2 separate regions of the Bombyx mori genome follow, and region 1 is linked to region 2. The links are chromatin contacts, called in public Hi-C maps. All regions are on one chromosome and are shown on one strand. Each heading gives the region's core, a stretch centred on a gene start, on an enhancer-like site or on the middle of the called end of the contact. The rest is flanking DNA. Distances are from core to core; before and after follow the strand shown. Region 1 overlaps LOC101736421 (protein split ends). Region 2 overlaps LOC101737123 (protein smoothened).

The links. A called contact is a pair of places that touch in the nucleus more often than the background predicts.
Region 1: a contact with region 2 is called in a Hi-C map of posterior silk gland, with 1.8 times the contacts expected there. The contact joins two enhancer-like sites. A contact is called at or near these places in 3 of 7 Hi-C or Micro-C datasets (middle silk gland, posterior silk gland and whole pupa).

Annotation. Positions count from the first base shown.
Region 1 is chr3:8,295,109-8,299,932 of ASM3026992v2, reverse strand. LOC101736421 (protein split ends) reads left to right here. Exons shown (of 18, transcript XM_038018574.2): 10 at 1-4,642; 11 at 4,749-4,824. Among protein-coding and RNA genes, the nearest start is that of LOC101736293, 16 kb to the right of the region's middle. Within about 2 kb of position 1,697, at least 5 of the 8 cell types and tissues checked have open chromatin away from gene starts, as enhancers often do.
Region 2 is chr3:8,124,299-8,129,211 of ASM3026992v2, reverse strand. It overlaps LOC101737123 (protein smoothened), which reads right to left. Exons shown (of 10, transcript XM_004931718.5): 10 at 3,626-4,547. The coding sequence ends at 4,148. It overlaps LOC101736729 (protein quick-to-court), which reads left to right. Exons shown (of 5, transcript XM_062675962.1): 5 at 814-2,287. The coding sequence ends at 1,017. Among protein-coding and RNA genes, the nearest start is that of LOC101736729, 12 kb to the left of the region's middle. Within about 2 kb of position 2,946, at least 5 of the 8 cell types and tissues checked have open chromatin away from gene starts, as enhancers often do.

The DNA.
Region 1 (4,824 bases), core at 448-2,947, 170 kb before region 2:
CCTCCCCCTATAAAGATATATCAGAAAGACATGAAAAAAATAAAAGAGATTACAGGGACAAGAAAAAGAAAAAAAAACGATACAAGGATGAACGAACAAGTCGTAGAGATGTGTTCCTTTCTCATGAAACTAAAAACGATAAACTGGAGAAGTCTGATGTTATTGAAGTAGGTACTGCAGACTTACCATCAAAAACTAAAACAATAGAGGAGACATTACCGACCGAAGTTTCTAGTAATAAATTTGAAAATAATTCACCGACAGAATCACAGAGTCTACCTTTGTTAACTGATAGCCCACCCAATATTTTAAAAGCAGATATCGGAGAGGCTAAATCCAACAATTCCAATATCGATGACAACAAGACTGAAGTTAAAGATTTAGAAGAAATGGTATGCGTCGGTGAAGTCAACACAGAGGTAACGGTCACAGAAGAAAACTTTAAGAATACCGTTGAAGACATTTCTTTAGTGCACGAACAGAATGTATCGAGTCCACCAGATGCTAAGAAAGATATTTTTCAAACAACCTATAATTCTGACGCAAGTGACGCTGTGCGCAGCATTTCAAATTTAGAAAACGAAACAGAAAAGGCGTCTGAAATCTGTACTGATCTTAATGATCGCCTCTGTCAAAAGGTTGATGAAAAGCCAAGAGCAATAATATCTCAAGAGGAAACCGAAGACGCTGTGGCTGCTTTGTTAGGTGAAAGTTTTGGTGGAAAAGAAGATTCTTTCACAGACTGTTATGAAGCAACCGAAAACGTAACGATACAAAAAAATGAGATCGGCCCTGAAATTATTGTCAGCGAAAGCATCCCCGAAGAGGATGCCGAAGAAATGAGACAAGCAGTTCAGAATTTGAATGCAAGTGAATTAGAATCAAAGCCAGATACCCCAGTTTCTGATAACGATTTATTACTAATTGATACAGATAATGAAGAAGTTGAAGATTCTACGCAAGACGCAATAGAAAGACTGCCAGTCAATATCATTGCCACAAGTCAAGCTTTGAATGTCACAGTCGAGCAGTTGAAGCAGGACGAAGTATCCAAGACCACAATAACTAGCAAAATTGAATCAGTTAGCGAAATAAAAAATGATCCCAAAAAAAGTGTAACTGTAAAGATAAGTGAATCTGATTTAAAGGTACCAATTCCTAAAAAGGATTGCACTCAGGTAATGACATCTACAGCAACACCAGTTATCACATCTTGGGCCCTAAGTAATAATAAATTGATTGAGTCGCCGGTCATTAACATAAAAACCAATCCTTTGATTAATAGAGAAAAAACTGAAAGCAAACCAACACATATTACAGCTAATATAGTGCAAATTAAAGCTTCTTCATCACAAAATATACAAGTGACTAATTCTCTCAGACCTATTATTACTCCAGCTAGAATTGGCGCACCGTATCAAGTCATCAATCAAATAATCAGACCTCAAGTTTCAAATATACAGCCTCCTACCATTAAAATTCCGGAATCTCATATACTGTATCAAAAACCGCAAGGGATAGTAATATCACCGAGAATGTCATGTGATTCTCTTGTGCAAAATACAAAAAATAGTCAACAAGCTGAGAATGCACCTACTCCACGGATAGCCAACATGGCAATTTTAAGTACTACACCTACTTTGAATTCTGCTGGTATAACTACTACGTGTGCTTTACAGCAACGGTCACCTGGACAGGTAACTGTAGTAAGGATGCAACAACCGCCGTTAAGTCCGATACAGACCATGCATATACAGCATGGACCGCGAGCAATTGTGTCGCCCAACAGACATAATTCTGTGTTAGTACAAGCTCCTGGACCTAATATGCCTTTTAATAGGCAGACTACACCAATACACGTTACACCGGTTTTGACTCCAATTAATAAGCAGGTCAATGTAAACAATTTGATCCAACATAACAAAGGCTTAGGAGTGAGTTCCCCACTGTTGAATTCGATTAAAACTATGCCCGGAGAATGCAAGAAACTCGAACAAAATGCAACAGAAAGCATAAAAGAAAGTCCAAAAATAATATTATCGCCTAATAATCTACAACATAACTCAAACCCTACCATAATGGCTCAGAATCGCTTAATTTCAATGCAAAATTCTATGCATATGGGAAATTTAAATACTACACTACATTTAAACAACAAAGTTTTAATTAATACAATTAGTCAACTACACGAAAAACGAGAAAATCAAAGTGCAAGTCCGGAACAACTCGGTCATATATCATTTGGGGGCACGCCCATAATTCACGTTGCGGGTGTTAGTCATTCAACAGCGTCTATTATTCAAAGTAATGTAAAACCTGTGATGTGTAGTATTCAAGACTCCAGCGCAATGAATCGTGGGCCAGGGTCAAACGTCATACATGCAGTGAGTTCTCAAAGATTAATGACACCTCTGCCTTTGAGTAACGTTAGACAACTAGAAGCAAACAAAGGGCCATCAGTCTTGTCTATGGCTTCCGTTAAATCTCCTACAGTTCTAACTAAAGTTGATTCATCATCATCATCAAATACTTTTACCAAGATTTCACCCATCTTAATAAAGGCAACTTCGCCAGAGTCTTTACATTCAGAAATAAAAATAGAAAATAATGATGACATTTCTAAACCAAGTGATAACAAAAAAAGTAATGAAAACAAAATAGAACAATCAGAATTATTACAAAATGATTGCTTTGCCAAAGCTATCAATGAAGTAGTTGGTATTACTGAAAGCAAATGTGGGACTGATTTTGAAGAATTGTTGAAAGATAACACTAATGAAATCAAAGTCATGAATGATCCAGAAAAAAAACTTGAAATTAATGTTGGGAAGACGATTACTGTTCTTTCGACAAGCTTAAGTAGTGCTGACAAATTGAGGACCGAGAACAACGAAAATGTGGATTTGACACTCAATTGTGCAGAGAATGAAGAAAAACCGACAGTTGAATATTCACTGCAAAAACTTATCAAAGACAAAATAGTGCCAGATGTTGATAATGTTTTTTCTCCTCGTAATGAAACTAATCCTACACAATTTGTACCCGAGGAAACAGACAATACCGAACGTGAGTGTAAATCAGATATTTCAAGCTTCCAAAATATTAACACTAATAAAGACATGAAATCCGAAAAAATTGAGAGTCATGCTTTTCAAACCCAAGAACTGCCTGGTATAGAAGATGACAATGAAATTAAAACTCCTGATGAAATTGATTCCTGGAGTGCTAAAGACGTCAACATAGAGTCCGTAATTAAGAAGGTCGACTCATTGTGCAAAGAAAATAATGAAAATGAAGTGAAAGTTGATACTTTGATAAAAAATGAAAATACTGTTCAATGTGACGGAAAGGCTGAATTAGAAGAAAATCTATCGGATTCGTCATTCCAAAAGATGACAACAGAGACTCCAAATAAGCTGACCTTATCTGAAAACTCTCACGAATCACTCGTAGATAAGAGCCCTTCAAGCAACAGAAGAGGAGGGAGGAGCCTCAGAGGCAAGAGATCAGATAAAAAGCAAGACCGAGTTCAAAACCGAAATATTACAAAACCAATGAGAGGAGTGACCACAAAACGAGGGCGCGGCAGGGGGAAAGTTGATAAAAATATAAAGGATTTAGTGAAGAATAGTACTTGTTCTATGCCGGGCGATGTATATGATTTCCATGAGGATTCAGGTGATGAGTCAGCGACTGCACCTGCTAAAGTAGAAAGTAGACCTAGATTGATTTTAACAATTAAAAGTCCTTTATCCGGTCATTGTAATATGATAGCCACGTCTACATTAAGCATTTCTCAGAAAGATCAATCTAAATGTGCGGAAAAAACAAACAAAGAAGAAAAACTTGAAGATTTTATATCACCATCGCTTAATACGCGTAAATCTAGAAGACTCCAAGAGAAGGACGTTCAACGAGGGACTGCAGATGATATTGATGACATCTTAAAAACTGACAACATTCAAACTAAAAACAGTAAAAAACGATCAACGAGGCAAAACGCCGTGAAAGTGAATTTAGATAAAAATAGCAATTCGGACGTCAGGAAATCCCCGCGTGGAACAAAGCGAGTGAGGGACAGAAGTTTATCGGACGCGTCAATCGAAAGTGGTGATGAAAAGCATAATAGGAAAGAAGATCATTCATCTGATGCGAAGATACCGCGTTCACAAGGCATTAACTCTGCAGACGAGGTTGCTCAACGTCAAATTTTAAATTTGGAACAAAACACTGCAATTCCGTCAACTGTCGGCTGTTCTGTGTCTACGCCGAAATTGGCGCTCGCCACCGTCACAACCGTACCGCCAACCACTCTACCGGTGATCTCTGCAGCTGCACCAAAGTCCGGATCGAATGTCGCTACAGTTCATCCAACGGTTCCAACACCAATCACCAAACCTCCCAAAAAAATGATATCGGAGAGGAGCGCAAAGCTCGCGATTGTCTTTGAAACCCAACAAGAAACGGAACGGGGCGGTGAAGTACAAGGAGCGCGCGTGCCAGCAGTGCTGGTGCCCATTGGCGGCACGGAGGCCACGGGCGAGGTGCGTGTGCAGTCGCCGGCCCTCCCGCATCGCGGTCCCGATCCACCCGCACCCGCCCCCTTACGTCCTGCCGACCGCGCCACGCCAGTTCTTATCAGGTGAGCGCTTTTTGTTAAAATTAATTTCGCATTTCATAATTAATTACGAATATATGTTTCTTATTAAAATAATAATTCGCCCTTAAACACAAAATTAATTTCCTAGCAGTACACACAGAAGCAGCGAGAGCGGGCACCGTGCGTACATGCCGACGGCCACCGCTAGTCTGCCGCGCGGCGCG
Region 2 (4,913 bases), core at 1,697-4,196:
TAATTATTTAACAGAATGATTGTGAGCTCACTGATAGTAGTTGTGCATGTGGCATTAACAAGAGCTCGCTTTAATAAGTAGTGCATTACAGGACACGGCATTCACTGAGGACCGAACGGCAAAATCACAAGTACTGCTAAGTGCAAAGGAGGCTGTTTCTTTATGGGTCCTAGGAGCTCGAAAGGTTGGATTTTTATACCGGAACGTGTAGCGCTCACTGTTAAATAAATTTTATTTATTGTACACCCTGCTTACCATACAGGAACTTGCTAATATTTATTTTACCTTAGTTCCCTAAATATTTTTGTATTATAATTTGAATCTCAAATGAATAATAATTGCTGGGCTTAGTAGAATATTTTATTTTGTAAATACTAAAGGTTTATTACCTCCCAATTTGATAGTGTTTATGATAGTTAAAAAATCTTCTGAATATAAGCTATCTTAATCTTCTCCCCAACCATTGGAACCAACCATATGGAATAATATTTACTTATTTTTACATATCGGTGGTTTGTTTAATAAACCCTGTAGTAATTTATGTAGGTCTTAGCGCTTATACTAACAGGAGTATTGACCTCTAACCTCATTTAATTTGCAATAGTCATTTAGTTAATACTTACACCAAGCTTGCATGCTAATACGTTGAAACAGCCTCTTTTGGTTTATGGGTAAAATAAGTTTGTAGCCGTAAGATTTTTTACTTGTATTGTACTTAGTTTAATTTAATAATGGTTAAATTTTCATTCTCACTGATCATGGATTAAAAGTAAATACAAGGACAAAAAATAAAGTAATTATTTCTCTTTTCAGGCAATGTACCGTCGCATTGTCGAGGCGCAGAAAGGTAACAAAAACAACATCGATCCCGAAGTGACTCTCCAGTTTCTGAAATCTGCCATCTACTACTTCTTGACAGATCCTGAAAACCATCAAGGACATCTAAACGCTATAGAAAATATACTGGGATTTACTGAAGCCGAAAAGAAAAATATTCGCAAGGCAAGATCGACTTAGACTGCTATGAAAGTACTTAAATTAAATGTCTTTTACAAGATCTTTTTTGTTAATTTCTACTTAAGTTCTTGTATTAGTTAGTAGTAAGAAACAATGCAGCTAGACGTCCGAGTGATATAGATAATATGCACTTAATAATAAGTCACCTTTAAAGCATAATGATTTTACACATAATAATAGTTTTAGTAATGGTGGTTATTTTTGTTTTGTTGGGGGTTTTATCGAATTTATTTTATAAGATAAATTTCAAATTGTGATTTTTATTATTGTTAAGCGCCAAAGAATCAAGTTCCCTTTATTGTGCAATTGTTGTGACTAGTTTCACAATAAAAGCTGCGACTATACGTTCCTTACATGTTAGTGATATCTTTTATGTTTTTTCTTTTTATTTTTTATAAATCTTGTTTTATTTTCATTGTTAATTTGCATGCTGGTCAGCAAATGACATACTTTTTTGTTATTAATTTTATGCGTATGTACTATAATCACACGGTCTACAAAATGTAGAGCTTTATAATTTAAATTTTATTGTTTGTAAATAACCATTATGAGTAAAGATTCACGGCGGAAAATGTTTTCTTTTAACCCGTTTAAATTACAAATTAATATTAAACAAAATCCCGTGAATGTGTACTTTTAGTGTTTATTTATTTTAGATATGTGTTATAAGAGGCTATCTTTCGGGATATGAAACGCTACTTAAATAATCTTGCCTGAGGTAATAATATTACTGCTGTGATTGATTGTTGTAACATTGTTTAGGCTAATAAAGTGCAAATTAAATTGATTTATCAACTTAAGTTGGTAATTCTTTTACCATCTCAGTTATTTCTTTTTTTTACTAGGCATTTGAAAAACATTGCAATTTCAAAAATTTTAACTATCTTATTTTGCTATAAAAAAAAATTCAGTACTGTTCCATGTTTTTCAATAACCTAGTAAGAGATTTAAACAAATCTTAACGAATCAGTATAATTTGCAACTAGAATTTTAATTTATCTCTTAAAAGCATACTTAGTAGCTAAGTAAATGTTTTTCTAATTTTATCTTTCCGTTCATTGATTAGTGATATTTAATAAGGCTAATTAAATTACCTTTGCGTCCTATAGTTATATGAAAGCTTATACCTAGTAATGTAATAGGTATATTTATTACTGTATTTTAGTACAGATACAACATACGACATGCACTAGATGAATAGATAGAAGATAATTTCTGTGACATGATTTGCTTGCCGTTGTTCCAATTAATTAAAGGATATATAAATACATTTCTAATTTTTATTTCATCGCGTTCTCTTTTTTACTCTTTTAATAAGGCCTTTTTCCGCACAGCGATATTTCACCGCGCGATTTTTTTCTCGTAATTCTTTTTTTTTTTTATATGGAACTTCGTTCCTATCCGGTGTTCCACGACACTACACATCTTTTTTATTTCTATTGCGTAGACAGGTGGCAGAACTCACGGGCCAGTTGATGTTAAGCAAAGCCCATAGGTATTATTGCGTCAGCGCCGCCACCTACCTTGTGACGTAAGGTTAACTCAATTGTATAGTATAACAGCTGTCCTATCGTTTAAACCGGAATGGATTACTGTTACGCGGAAGAAATAGGCAGAGTAATGCTGGTGGTGTAGGCACCATACGTGCTCATAGGACACCCTACTGCCGGTATTTAATTTTACACTTTTTATTTGAAGGTTTCATTTTTATCGCTTTTCCCTTCGTTATGGAAATCGTTCGTTGAACACAAAATAAGTACACACTTCCTTTGAAAATATGGTACTAACCCAGGGAGTAGGGCACAAAAATGGGTAATCTTGTTTGTTTAAGGTCCTGAGGGGCCCAGATGAGATAGAGGGCTTCCACCGTATTTCGCCATCAGTGTAAGTCTTACTACGCGCCATACTCCGGTCTGTCTGTGACGGCTTAATTTCCGCTTGCCATGGGGGTCCATTCAAGGGGTTGCCTCAATATGTGTGTGCGCTCTCTCCTGAAGTAATGGTCTACCCATTTCCTTTTGCAACGCACGATCTGCTTGTCAATAGGCATTTACTGACCGTCCTCTCACAGGCGCTCGTTAGAGATCTTAAGCCCTCAATACATGTTGGTCGAGCTTAGACCAACGCGAGCTTATGCAAATGAATACAAGGTAAATGTTACTGCCTAGACGTTCCGCAAGTTTATAGAAAACCAATTCAAATGGCCAATAGACGAATTTTGAAGAGATGTATCGATCAGTAAATAGGGTTAGGTTACTACACTCTTTGTCGAGTTCGACGAGTACGTTTACCGGGGTCCCTAGGCCTGCTCCTAGGGTTAGAGCTGAAGGCGTGTAAGGCAAAGCTTAATGTATCTGAGGGATCCGTAAGGAGGTGTTTAGGGCGTCGACGGTGACTGGCTCCTGCGTGATCAAGATTCGGGGAGTAGTCAGCGGCGGCAACGATAAGGCGAACGCTGACTTCATATATTTCCGGATTGATTCGAGACCCAGGTCGTCGTGTATGTCAACGTTCCTCACGAACCACGGAGCTCCGACGGCTAGCCTGCAAAAGCGGGATTGTATGGATTGGAGGTTGTATACATTGTTTATTAAATAAAAATAAACAATATGTATCAAAAGTTTATTTAAAAAACGTTTTTATCGAAAAATTTAAAGCTAGGCAGACTTAATGTATTTGCTGTTTTGTCGACAACAAGAATAAAACATGCTTAAAAAAACATTTCAATCGTGTGTTGTCTCAGATACAACGCGAATCACAACCTTACTGTTATGTTATTGCTTACCAAACTAAGAGACAAAAATATATATTACAAAAAGCTTTGTACAAATGCGATAACAAAAGTTACGCCACACACGTTAGAATGACTCCCAAACAACTTCTGAAGATATGGCACGAGCACAGTCAAGAATGAAGACAACGTAATTTCATCACATTCGTAATATGTCATGGAATTGTTTTAATTCTATATTAATACAATCGTAGAGACTCTTCTAATCAGTCTTTATCGTAATCAATATAATCACAAAAAATAAGTTGCTTCTTAACTTAATTTAAGTTTCAAGTTCGAGATTCAAGTTTTTATTTATTATAAAGTAATTCTTGGCACAGATTATTAAATGATTTGCGATCATTCAAAGCTGAATTTGACTTCTTCTCTGGAGCGATCGTTGTTAGCCGCGACGGCCTGCAGCCAATAGCGGCTTATTTGACTCTCGATGGAAGGCGTGCTCTCCTTGCGGGGCCCGGTGGCCCGTTTACGTTTCGCTTTGGTATGTTTGGTTCGGCGGCGACCGACTTTGGTTTTCATCTCGGCGATCTTCACCGAGAGCTGACTGTCGAGTGAGTTGCGGCGAGATTCTACGGACACGTGTCGTAGGCTGATGCTGATCTGAGAGTCCTGCGAGTTGCGTCGGTCCGGCGTGGAGCTGAGCGAGTGGTGCGGGTGCGCGTGCGCGGGCAACACGAGCGCGTCGCGGCGCCGCACGAACCGCGGCAGGTTGGCCGCCCACGACGACGACAATTCACCGCTGGGCACAAAAAATAAACTTATTTATTTTATTATAACTTTACTGGTGGTAGGACCTCTTGTGAATCCGCGCGGGTAGGTACCACTGCCCTGCCTATTTCTGCCGTGAAGCAGTAATGCGTTTCGGTTTGAAGGGCGGAGCAGCCGTTGTAACTATACTTGAGACCTTAGAGCTTATATCTCAAGGTGGGTGGCGCATTTACGTTGTAGATGTCTACGGGCTCCAGTAACCACTTAACACCAGGTGGCCTGTGAGCTCGTCCACCCATCTAAGCAATAAAAAACAAAAAAAAAACTTATATCACGTATCATAAACTGTCTCTTTATAAATATTTTTATTTACATTTTATGTATAAGCCGCGCCAAT